2 separate regions of the Rattus norvegicus genome follow, and region 1 is linked to region 2. Evidence: chromatin contacts called from public Hi-C data. All regions are on one chromosome and are shown on one strand. Each heading gives the region's core, a stretch centred on a gene start, on an enhancer-like site or on the middle of the called end of the contact. The rest is flanking DNA. Distances are from core to core; before and after follow the strand shown.

The links. Hi-C and Micro-C count contacts between places; a contact is called where the count stands out from the background.
Region 1: a contact with region 2 is called in a Hi-C map of mammary epithelial cells, with 1.7 times the contacts expected there. The contact joins the promoter of Ptgfrn here to the enhancer-like site in region 2. A contact is called at or near these places in 2 of 12 Hi-C or Micro-C datasets (the A7r5 cell line and mammary epithelial cells).

What each region holds. Positions count from the first base shown.
Region 1 is chr2:191,230,779-191,236,235 of GRCr8, forward strand. Ptgfrn (prostaglandin F2 receptor inhibitor) reads right to left here and starts at 2,654. Exons shown (of 9, transcript NM_019243.2): 1 at 2,568-2,654. The coding sequence starts at 2,616.
Region 2 is chr2:191,094,793-191,100,519 of GRCr8, forward strand. No RefSeq gene overlaps it. Among named protein-coding and RNA genes, the nearest start is that of Ttf2, 11 kb to the left of the region's middle. Within about 2 kb of position 1,454, at least 4 of the 93 cell types and tissues checked have an H3K27ac peak or open chromatin away from gene starts, as enhancers often do.

The sequences.
Region 1 (5,457 bases), core at 1,404-3,903, 140 kb after region 2:
ACCACTATTTTACACAGCCCAGTCAACCACTTTGTGTGGTGCTATACTTCTGTCATTTGCTGGGTGGGACTGAGTGGGTCTGGCCCACTGGTCAGTAGGCTTAATGAGAAAGCTTCAAGGGGAGCTTCAGGGGCAAAGGGACTTACGCGGGGAAGAGACGGGGTGAAAGAGGGCTAGAAAACGCAACAGATTTCATGAGGAGTAGCAAAAAGGTGCTTAGAAAGAAATCTCTAAAGCAGAAAGTAGAAAGCAAACACAAGAGGCGTCTCCGAGAGAAAGATAACAAGAGTTCAATGCACACAGGTGGGGGCACCGAATCATCCACTGGAAAAATAGCGACCTTAGAGGAGAGCTGGAGGAAACCAGTCAAGTGAGGGGTCAAGCTGTCTTCGTGGGGAGCCTCCAAGGCCTTGGCTACAATGGGAAAACACAGGGTGGGTGAGTGGAGTGTGGGGCTTTCAGAAGGATGGACACAGCTTGAACTTGTGCTTGGGAAAAGGTACAAAAAGGGATGGGGTTCAGGTGGAGCCCACAGAGGGTCACCATACAAGCGGCAGTGACATCACGACTCCATTCTGGCAGCAAGACCTGAGAGATGACCATCTTGCTTATCAACACGCTCCCTTTCCACACTCAGAGTGTGTGGGAAAATGTATCAACACTGGAAGGATGCCTCAGAGGTCAGGCTGGAGCTGCACCTGGTACGGTATCAAGGGACAGAGTTTATAGATGGCACATCAACCATTCAGAGAATTGGTGGGTGAATCTGCACTGGGCAATCACACCCAAAATTCTTTTAAGTCTCATCAAGGTTGGATGCATGGGTATACCACCATGATTTTCCCTAGGCTGTGCTCCCCCACAACCCCCCTGACCCTGGGCTGTTGGATGTGGCTTGTTTATTTGTCTGATATGATGGATGGAATCCAGAACCCGGCAAAGCTACACAAATACAGAGCTGCAACCCCAGTCCCTCAAGGGCATCCTTTTTAAACTTCTACCTCACGCTACCCTCTTAACTGGTTCATACATAGACTGACCACTCTAGGGAGAGTCAGTCACATAAACCACAAAGTGAGTAGCAGATGGGAGTGGTGCCCTATGCAATCTGTGCCACCACAGGCCACGGCCCTGCTTGACCCAGACATATAAGTCAATTAAATGGTGGGGACTATCCCCAGCAATGTGCAACAAATACACAACTTACAAGGACAGGTGCCTGGCAGGGGAAATTTAAAGGGGACTAAGATCAGAAACCACAGAGAACCACTGGATGTTTTCTGCACATGGGCTGTAGCTGGAGGATTTTGTCTAGGTGAGTTCTTGGAGGGAATCATTGCCAGAAAACCCCTCAGAGGTGAAGTATCTTAGTAGCAGACAGAAAGGCTAGTTTGCAGGCAGCCAGGACTCATGGGGGCTGGGACAGTAATGTCCTAATGCCAGCAGAAGGGGAGTGGTGGAGGGAGGTCTCCACTGGGACCCCCACAGCATCAGAAGTGCAGTAATTTAGCCTCTGTGCAGCTGAGGCCTGGCTGGGATAGACAACACATACTATGTGCTCTGAGAAAGCTTGAGATTTATCTTCTGCAGGGGCTTGGAAGGGAACCAGGGCTGGGTCTGGAATCCTGCTTGTCCTAGATGACACTGGTCACAGGGATCCAAGCATATAACCACACTAGGGGATCTGCCTTCCTGAACCAAAGCAGGCATTAAATAAATACATCAAGTGACTGGTTAAGATCACCCTGTGTATCTACGTGAAGATGGTGTCTGTGTAAGGAGTGAATGGAAAATGGAGAGAGGAGGGGGAAGCTCAGGAAAGATTCCTTGGGTGGGTGAGGGGATACCGGGCCAAACCACTGAGAGGCACCAAGGATTTCCAGAGGGTAAAAGAGAAAGAGCCAGTAACAAGGGAAGTAACAGGTAGAAAAGTTGGAAAAGCTGGGCTCTCGGGTCTTTGTGTATTAATCAGAGGCTAGCCAGCTTCAGGAGACGCTGGAAGGCAACACTGAGGCTGATTTGGCTAGATGGCAGGGATGGTACAAGACTGTCACAGTAACGCTGGGCAACCCAGTGACCTTCGTGGAAGATAGTTGGATTCTCTTGCTTCCCTGGAAAAGCAACTCAGCATGGGCTAGCGAGTGAAGAACGATCCCGACCGGCCTCAGCTATGGCGGGACACAGCAAAGGCTCACATTTCCGCCCAGCCGGGCACGCGGGTTGGGGCCGCCCGCACCTTCCGGGGCCGGGAGTTCAAGGTGAGCCCGGCTCCCGGTGGCCAACAGGTAGAGAGCGCTGTGGTGGAACCGGCCACGAGCCACTCCCCCGGCACACGTGAGAACCCGGCTCGGTCAGGCCGGGCGGCTCCGGATACCCAGAGCGCGGGCCCAGGAGGATGTGCACCGGGCTCCGATCGGCCCCACACCGCTCCCTTCCCGGCCGGCGGCCCGGCGCTCGGGATCCCGGTCTCCCGGGAGCCGCCCCGGGCACCTCGGGTGCCCCAGGCTCCAAGCGGCAGCCGCGCCCCCCCGGGACCCAGCGCCCCGCCGCGCCCCACGCGCACTCACCCAGCGATAGGAGCGCCAGCAGCAGCGGCCTCGGCGCCGGGCGCCCCATGCTCGGCCGGCGGGAGCGACTCTCCGCCTCCTCCTCCTTCCCCGCCGCCGCTCCTCCTCCTCCTCCTCCAGCTCCGGCTGCTCCAGAGTCGGCTGCTCCGCCGGGCCGCGCGCCTGCTCCGCTCTCCCCGCCGGCCGAGCGAGCCCAGCGCCGGCGCGGACGTGCGCACCTGGCTCCTCGCGGCCCTCCGCCTCCTCCTCTCCCGCCCTCCGCCAGCCGCCGGGCCCCGGAGCCGGCCTCGTCGATCCCAGGGCGCAGCAGCCCGGACCGCCTTCCGAAAGCAAAAGGGAAGAGCCTTAGCGTCCGCCCGCCCGCGCCTCCCACCCGGCGCTGTGCCAGCAACAAACACAAACTTTCCCAAGCCCCTCCCCGCTCCAGGTAACGGAGGAGGCGCCGGGGCCACCGGCTTAAAGGGGAGGAGACGCCCGAGCCCACCCAGCCTTCCCCTCGGGCCCCCACCCTTCGAGAAACTTTCCTCCGACCTTTAAAAGTTGGCCTGGAAGACTTGTCTGGAAACCTCATCGTTTGGGCCCTATCCCGGGACGCCCGACATTCCTTCGCGGTGGAATCCCCACGAGTGTCTCACAGCCAGCAACCCACATGTACACCCTCTGGTCTCCAGCTAAGCATGCCACCAGCCACCTGCTTAGCCCTTGCTAAAAATAATTCCACAGATAGGATTGAAAGAGCTTCAAAGGCAGTGAATTCCCACCCCCTCATGGTCCAGAGGCCTGATGTGTGCTTGGGAGAGTTGGCCAGGGACTCTCAGCCAACCATCAGAACCAACAAGGCTCTAACCCACCACCCTGTAGTTGGGTGGGCCTGCCTCCCTCCTGGCCCACCTCCCTCCTCTCCAGGGTCCCTGTGGTACTAATTAGAACAACTTCCAACGAAGGTACCCATAAAAAAGAAAAGAAAACCCACACCATCTATTAATAGCTGTAGTGCTTCAAATGGTATGTCTGCCGCCTGAGACTATATTCATTGCTTAAAGTGGACACGACTGGGTTTCCATTAAAGACTCTTTTTTCTCCCACAATAGAGTTTTGTGCTTTGGATTTGAATACAAAAGACCTCACAGCTCTGGGGGGGAAATCAGTGTTCCTTGTTTAAAGCTTGACAAGGATGATTCAGACACTCAAAAAAGGCTCTCTGGTATCCAGTGACCCCTTCCCTTCCCCCGGCCTTCATTAATATATGTGAAACAAATTACAGATGTTCCTGGGAAAACTGCCCTCTTCGGTGCAGAACATCAAGCTTGCTCTGACTTCTGCACGCGTTTCTCATTTCTGCTAACTGACATGTGACTGACTGGCCAGGTGTGAAACCTTCCGAAAAGAGACTCTTAAAAATTTATTTCCAGTCAGGCATGACGACCTCCACTGCACTCTGTACAGAAAGGCAGGATCCGTTCAAGGTCATCCTTGGCTTCAAACAGAGATCAAGGCCAGCTTGGGCTTCATGAGACCCTGTTTCAAAAGACCAAAATAAATAAATTCCTGGCGGCTCAACAATGGACATTTACTCACGGTCACAGAGTGGCAACAGTTAAACAGTTCAGATGGTATGGTAACTTTGGTGTTGAATATATTTCACCTCAAGAATTTTTTTTCTTTTAATTTCCATCTTGCCATCAAGCCTTTCACAGAGTTTCCCCCACCCCCACCCATGCCCCTGTTGTTTCTTTTCCCAGAATTTCTGTAGGAAGTTTAATTTTCTTTTGTTTCTCTCCATTCTATCAAGCCTGAATATAAGCCCAATGTTAAGTTCTGAAATATGCTGGAACTACAGGAAAACATAAGGCCTGGCTCTTCCAGAAGCTCAGATTTCAGCTCATCAATCTTTCTGCTTTCTTACCACCCAGAATGCTTAACGTCTGGGCTGCACATTTTGGCACTTGATCACAGTCAGCTCAGCACACTATGTATATACTGCTTCCACCTCTGTCTAATAACTGGAGGACCTAAGAGGCTGACACGTTGTCATCTTGCTTCCCCGCATCTGGAGAGGAGTTCTGGACCCTTTGTTTAACAAACAAAATCTGGACCTTAGAAAGCCCTCCACTTGCTGTCAGAGAAGAGACTCTGAGCTAGACCGTGGAACCGAGGCCATGAGTCAGTTGCTGCCACGGGAATGCTTTGAGCCTACAGAGTGATTTAGTGGGTGTGGCAGCAGGTGCAAAGTCCAGTCACGACCCACCCAGGAAGCGGTCACTTCCCCAGTGCTTAACTGTACAGTAAGAATGACAGTCCAGGAGCTCGATAGAAGGGAGGTACATGGAGGGACTTACAATAAGTGTACACATATTGTGAAGGGGGGGAGGGGAATCCTTCTCTTCTCCTATCTCAGCACCCAAGAGTTATTAAACTAATGGTACATTTTATAATCACGGTAATAACTGTGGTGAACAACTGAACTCGTAGGGATAAGTGAGGCTATCCAGGCAAAGCCAGTGGGAAGAACACTTAAGTGGATCCAGGCTGTCAGCTGATTGACTGATTGACAACCAGTCAACTGTATCACGAGAATCCACCGATGTAGCAAAAAATAAGCACAAATTAATGACACCAGACCCTTGGTTCTATTACCAGCGTTTGCTCTGACTACCAATAGATACAATGTTTCCCACTAGGAAGCACCGAGCCTGCTTCAGAGGCCCACAGTAGCTCCATTCATCTCCGTGGGAGCTGCTGATTCCTCCATGATGACAGGCATTTATTTGCCAGTGAGTAACTTTCTACACAGGTACGCCTCTTGCCCCAACCTGTGGCTCTGTTTGTTCCTGTATAGATTTGCCTGAGGCAACCAGACTCACTTTCTAGTAATCCTAATTAACCCTCC
Region 2 (5,727 bases), core at 204-2,703:
AATTTTAAAAAGACAACATGAAGTTGGGAGGGAGGTGAGGTGGGTGGTAGGGGGATTTGGAGGGAGGTTGGTAGTGGATGGACATGGTCAATATTCATTATATAAGTGTATAAAATGTTCAAAGAATAAAAAATATTTCCAAAACAAAAAAATATTCCTCAAGAAATAACAACACGATTGACTCTTGTTTCTCTGAGCAAAATTCCTCAGTGTCTCTCTAGTAATTGGAGAAAGATATACATCCTTCCTTGGTTCACAGGATCTGGTCCAGTCCTTCTCCTTCCTCCCTGCCACCTTCCTGTCTCTTGCATGCCACATGCTTAACCCATCTTCCCTCAGTTCCTCCAAATCCCATGCCTTCCTTCTCTCTAAAGTCCTGATCACTCTTTACCGTCAGGTCAGTCCCCAGCCTCTCGCCTGTGAGGCGTCAGCCTAAGCCTACGTTGGCCACACTCATCCTGTGTGCATCTCCACAGAGCCCCTTCCTTGCTGATCTCTCGGGGAGAGTCCCATTCCTTTCCCACATAGCACTAAGCACACAGTCATCTGTTTGCCTGTTCCTCATCTGTCTCTTCCATGGACCGTGCATAAGGGCCAAGACCCAGACTTGTGCTCAGTACTCTTTCTAAGTACAGAGCATAGACATTCAATATACACCTGTCCCACGGGTGGATGAAACCAGAATAGAAGGAACCTTAACATCACTTGGTGTGACCTCCGGTCCCTTCCATAGCATCCCTAATAGATACGGCACAAAGACTCCCGGTCACCACCGGTTCTCTAGTGGATTCTCATGCCTACTGAGGAGAAGCTGTTCAGTCTGCAGTGACCGCCTTCTTGGCATATGAAGTTCCCTGGGGCACATCAAGTCTTTTTCTAGCATCACTTTAAAATTTCTAATAAGCCGTTTTGTCCTCTTCACATATCGCGCACATGTTCTGTCCTCCAGAGAAACTGTTCCAGCTGCTGCAGTGCTCTCCCCGGTGGCCCCCTCAGAAATGCTTTTCAAGGGGTAGTTGTTTCATTTCAGGCATCTTCAGTGAGAGCACAGTGGGATAGTTATCTCCTTTGGGGAGGGAGGGGTTCTGACCAGTTTATTATATGGCTCCTCCTCCTCTCTCTCTTTATAGCAAATATGTCATGCCAGTAATTTTTATTGAGCATGCAATCAACCCACACCAGGGCTTTCATTTTTCACACATGGACTCCAAAAACCCAGTGCATGTAATTTGCTTGAACGTAGTCGTGGATTCTGAATATCATCAGATATTAGTTTGATCCTTCCTTCCAGCCGGTCCACATCTCTTTGAATCTTACTTCTCAGGGCTGACTTATTAGCGCTGTCTCCCAGCTGAACACTTGACAAGCCTACCCTCCTCCCCTTCGGCGGTGCTGCCTATAAAACTGCTGAGCCAGGCTGAGCGCTCCTCCAGGTAAACAGGACGCCACAGTCATTCAGTCAGGAATGGAGTTACAGCGCTCACTCTATGGCTGCCATTCGTGGCTGCTGCCCTATGGTTGTCCTTTTATTGATCAGAATTCAAAGCATAACAGCAAAAGGCATGAGGCTAATCTGTCCTGGCTTCGTCTTGGTGACTGGCTCAGGAAACAGCCCAAGGCCACAGAGGAATATGGTTCTTCAGGACAGAGTTCTTGCCGTATACTAAGGCTGGTGATTCATTCAGCCACATCACCTCCTGTCTCGTCAACTTGGTCACAACATCTATCACTTCCTGCTCCTGGCTCTGTCTGGCTCCTCCTTCCTCTCTTTTTTGGTCTTCTCTTGAGGTTTATAGGCATTTGGATGTGGGTTAGGAAGATTTGCTTCATGAGCTCACAGGGAGAAGAGTTCACTATTTTGATGAGATCCGAGGCCACCTCCTTATGGACCACAGTGCAGAAGCCTGACTGAACCACATGGTCCAGCTCGCCACACTCATCACTTCCTCTTTAATACTTCCTTACCCTGTTCCCTGGACTGACCTTACCCCATAACTGGAAGCCCAACAGTCTTGTTTCCACACACAGCAGACTCTGTGTGTGCAGGGCCGCAGTAAGGCCACTAAGCTCTGTGACACTTGCTGCCTCTACATCTCAGGATATCTAAAGCATTTCCTAAAAGCTTGCCATCTTCTTACCCCTGGGCCCATCCAGAGCTACCCATGGGAGGGAGTCAGGGAGCCCAGAGCGTGCGTGCGTGCGTGCGTGTGTGCGTGTGTGCATCTTCTTTCTGTGGGCTACCCCGTTATTTCTGCTTTCTCACCCTTATGAGTTTGCTTGTTTCTTCTCTTCTATTCCTCTTTGACTCCTGAGTATTCCTCTCCCCATCCCTCATTCAGGACACTTCTTCAGGGCAGGGCAGGACAGATGAAAGCAGCATTGCTGGGTGGCTGTGGCAAGGGCGGTCACATCCTGGCTCTCTGTCCCTACCCAGAGCTGTGCATACATCCTTAAGCAATCCCTCTGCATTCTTAGACTTTTTCATGCAAACACCATCCCTGCCACCTCAGTAATTGTTTATTTCTCATGGAAGAGCTGGAGCCTGGCTAAGTGGTAGGTGGAGAAACTGAGCTCACTTCATTCGCCTGATGTCGCTTTAAGGTTGTGCACACTCTGTGTGTGTGTGTGTGTGTGTGTGTGTGTGTGTGTGTGTGTATGCACACTTTATACAATAAAACATACCAAGCCTATAGCACTTAAATAACTTATCTCCACTGAGATGTTCTGAGACTTGAAGAACATTCACGTAGGGTAAATACAGGACACACAGTTCACTGATTATCTCGACAATTCTGCTATGGCATTATGTTCCCCACAGTTCACACATGGAAGCCAATATATTAATATTTAGGGATGGTGCTTTAGGGAGGTAATTAGATTTAGATGAGGTTCTAAAGGTGAGGCTCTGTGACGATTATTAATGCCCTTGAGATGATTATTAATGTCCTTACCAGAAGACAATAGGGATGGAGAGATGGCTCAGTGGGTAAGGCTTTGCCATGCAAGTGTAAAGACCCCAGTTTAAGTCCCCGGAACCGAAGTAAAAGCCAGAAGCAGTAGCGCACATCTGTAGTACTAGTACTCCTCCAGTGAGATAGGACACGGAGACGGGAGACTCCCTGGAAGCTTGGGGACCAGCTCATCTATGCAGCTGCACATGCGACACCTTGCATCCAACATGATGGGAGGAAGAATCCAACTGCCAGGGCTGTTCTCTGGCATCTGCACGTGAGCCAGGACATGCATGTGCCTCCATGAGAGAGAGACAGAGTCAGAGTCAAAGAGAACATGAGCAGAAAGGGTTGCACTCTCTGTCCAGAGAGCACTCTGAGGAGGAAGATGGCTTATTTACAGGCCAGGAAGAACCCTCAGCTGACACTGCATCCGCACTGTAATGCCCTGTGATCCGGGATACAGCCTTGAGAACTTCGAGAAAACAGATTTCAGTGGTGTCAGTCACCTGCCTCTGGTGTTTTACTCTAGGCCCAAGCCCACCAATACAAATTCCCAAGCTAATTATTTACTCTCCACCACAGCATATGTTTCCACACTCAGTGTTTTCTAAATGTGCCGTTTGCACTAAAATCTACATGTAAATTGAATTAGCTAATTAATACAGGTGTAATGTATCTCAGGATAGAAGTCTCCGGCGGCTCCCTTTCTATTATTTTTCATGTCTTCATAAATCCTTGCTTTGAACCCCTGGACTAAATCACACTGGCTTCTCATTTTAACTGAAAAGTGTCCAGACCACATTATCCAAATATTCCTCCATTCCCTGGTAACCAGACTCTTTCCTGAAACCTGCCCTCCATTTACCTCCACGGCTGAGAACAGGGCAGCAATCCTGTTTCGTGACTGAGTCTGTGCTTGTATCCCAGACCATGCTCTCTCCAGGATGTGTTAGGAGTTAGAACACAGGGAGCTGGCGTTTTCTTTTCAGGTGCAGAAAGCATCAAAATGGGGGCTCGTCAGGGATGACCACTCCCTAAAAGTATGAACACCGACTCCCTCAAATCCATTTCATTTAAGCCTCACCCTGAGCCCTGTCAGGTCAGAGACATTACCTTCATTTTTGTGGATCTAAAAAGGACAAAAAGTCAAAGCGGTTGGTGAGAAGAACTACTTGGTAGCTTCAATCTGTCTTATTGAAACGTGCTCTTTGGCGAGGGCTCCTGTGTTTACTAGGCCTTTGGTGGGGAAGGACAAACTGCTGAACAGGGCAGGTGACACGTGGGGAGCATGGCGGGGTCTAGTGCTTCCTTATTTCATGCCTTGCTGAGTGCCTTTCCTCACTCAAGCACCACAGGTATATTTGAATGCATCTATGCGCTACGAGCTGATGCTGGGCAGAGTGGACAGCCCTTCCTCACACTGGAAGCCGCCCCACCACTTCACTTCAGATGCCACAGCTCCTCCCCAGCTGTTCCCTCAGTAGACCTGTTCTCTAGGCACAGAATTGCTGTTTGTCTGCTTTAGGGCTTGGAGGGCATCTGAACAATGCTTAGCGAAATGCAGGTCATTCTGATATCAGCAGCCTTTTATCGAGCAGGTCTTATCTTGAGCAATGGCCACTAGAAAGCCTTCAATTTTCTGTGGCCAGCAGGGTGGTATAAATAGTTACTGCCAGACAGGCCAGGAAACAATGCAAAGACTCCTGAAAGACAGACTTGAGAATGTGTAGCGTCTGCGTTTAGTGACAGGAGACCACTACAAAACACATCTTCCTGCGTCTGTATAAACTGCCTCATACGGTCACACAGAGTGGCCATACGCACAACATGTATTGGGCTGAAAGAAACTCTGTGGAAGTCAGTGCTGAGTGCAAAGGGCTCTCTGATTCCCTAGCCCATTTCATCTCTCTCTTAAGAGCGAGAGGACCTCTCACTTAGGTCCTACGACCTATCATTGCTGTTGCCCCAGTGGGGCTCTTGCTACTCTCATGTTACTTATGTGTCTCTGTTCATGAGAGGGTAGAGTCTTTGCACACTGCGGAAGGAGGGGCACTGCTGTGGGTGTCATCATCTTTAGTGACCATAAGACAGAGCTGTGACTCCCTGTTTTATAGTTGTGATAGATAACTGTATGCATCAACTTAATTGGGCTAAAGAATGCCCAAGATAGGGGTTGGGGATTTAGCTCAGTGGTAGAGCGCTTGCCTAGCAAGCGCAAGGCCCTGGGTTCGGTCCCCAGCTCCGAAAAAAAAAAAAGAAGAAGAAGAAGAAGAAGGAGAAGAAGAAGAAGAAGAAGAAGAAGAAGAAGAAGAAGAAGAAGAAGAAGAAGAAGAAGAAGAAGAAGAAGAAGAAGAAGAAGAAGAAGAAAGAATGCCCAAGATAACTAGTAAAATACTGTTCCTGGGTATGTCTGGGAGGATACTGCAGGAAGAAATGCCAGCCATGCTAAGATCATCAGTCCTGTGGGCTGGAGAGTTTGCTCAATGATTAGAGCACCTGTTGCTCTTGCAAAGGACCCAGGTTCAATTCCCAGTACTCATCAGGTGACCCATAACCATCTATATAACTCCAGTTCCAGATGTTCTATATAACTCCAGTTCCAGGTGTTCTATATAACTCCAGTTCCAGGTGTTCTATATAACTCCAGTTCCAGGTGTTCCGACACCCATTTTGGAACTCCGTGGTCACCATGCACACCTGAGGTACACATAAATACATTCGGGCAAAACATTCAATACACATAATGTAATCTAAAATATTTTTAAGTAAAAAG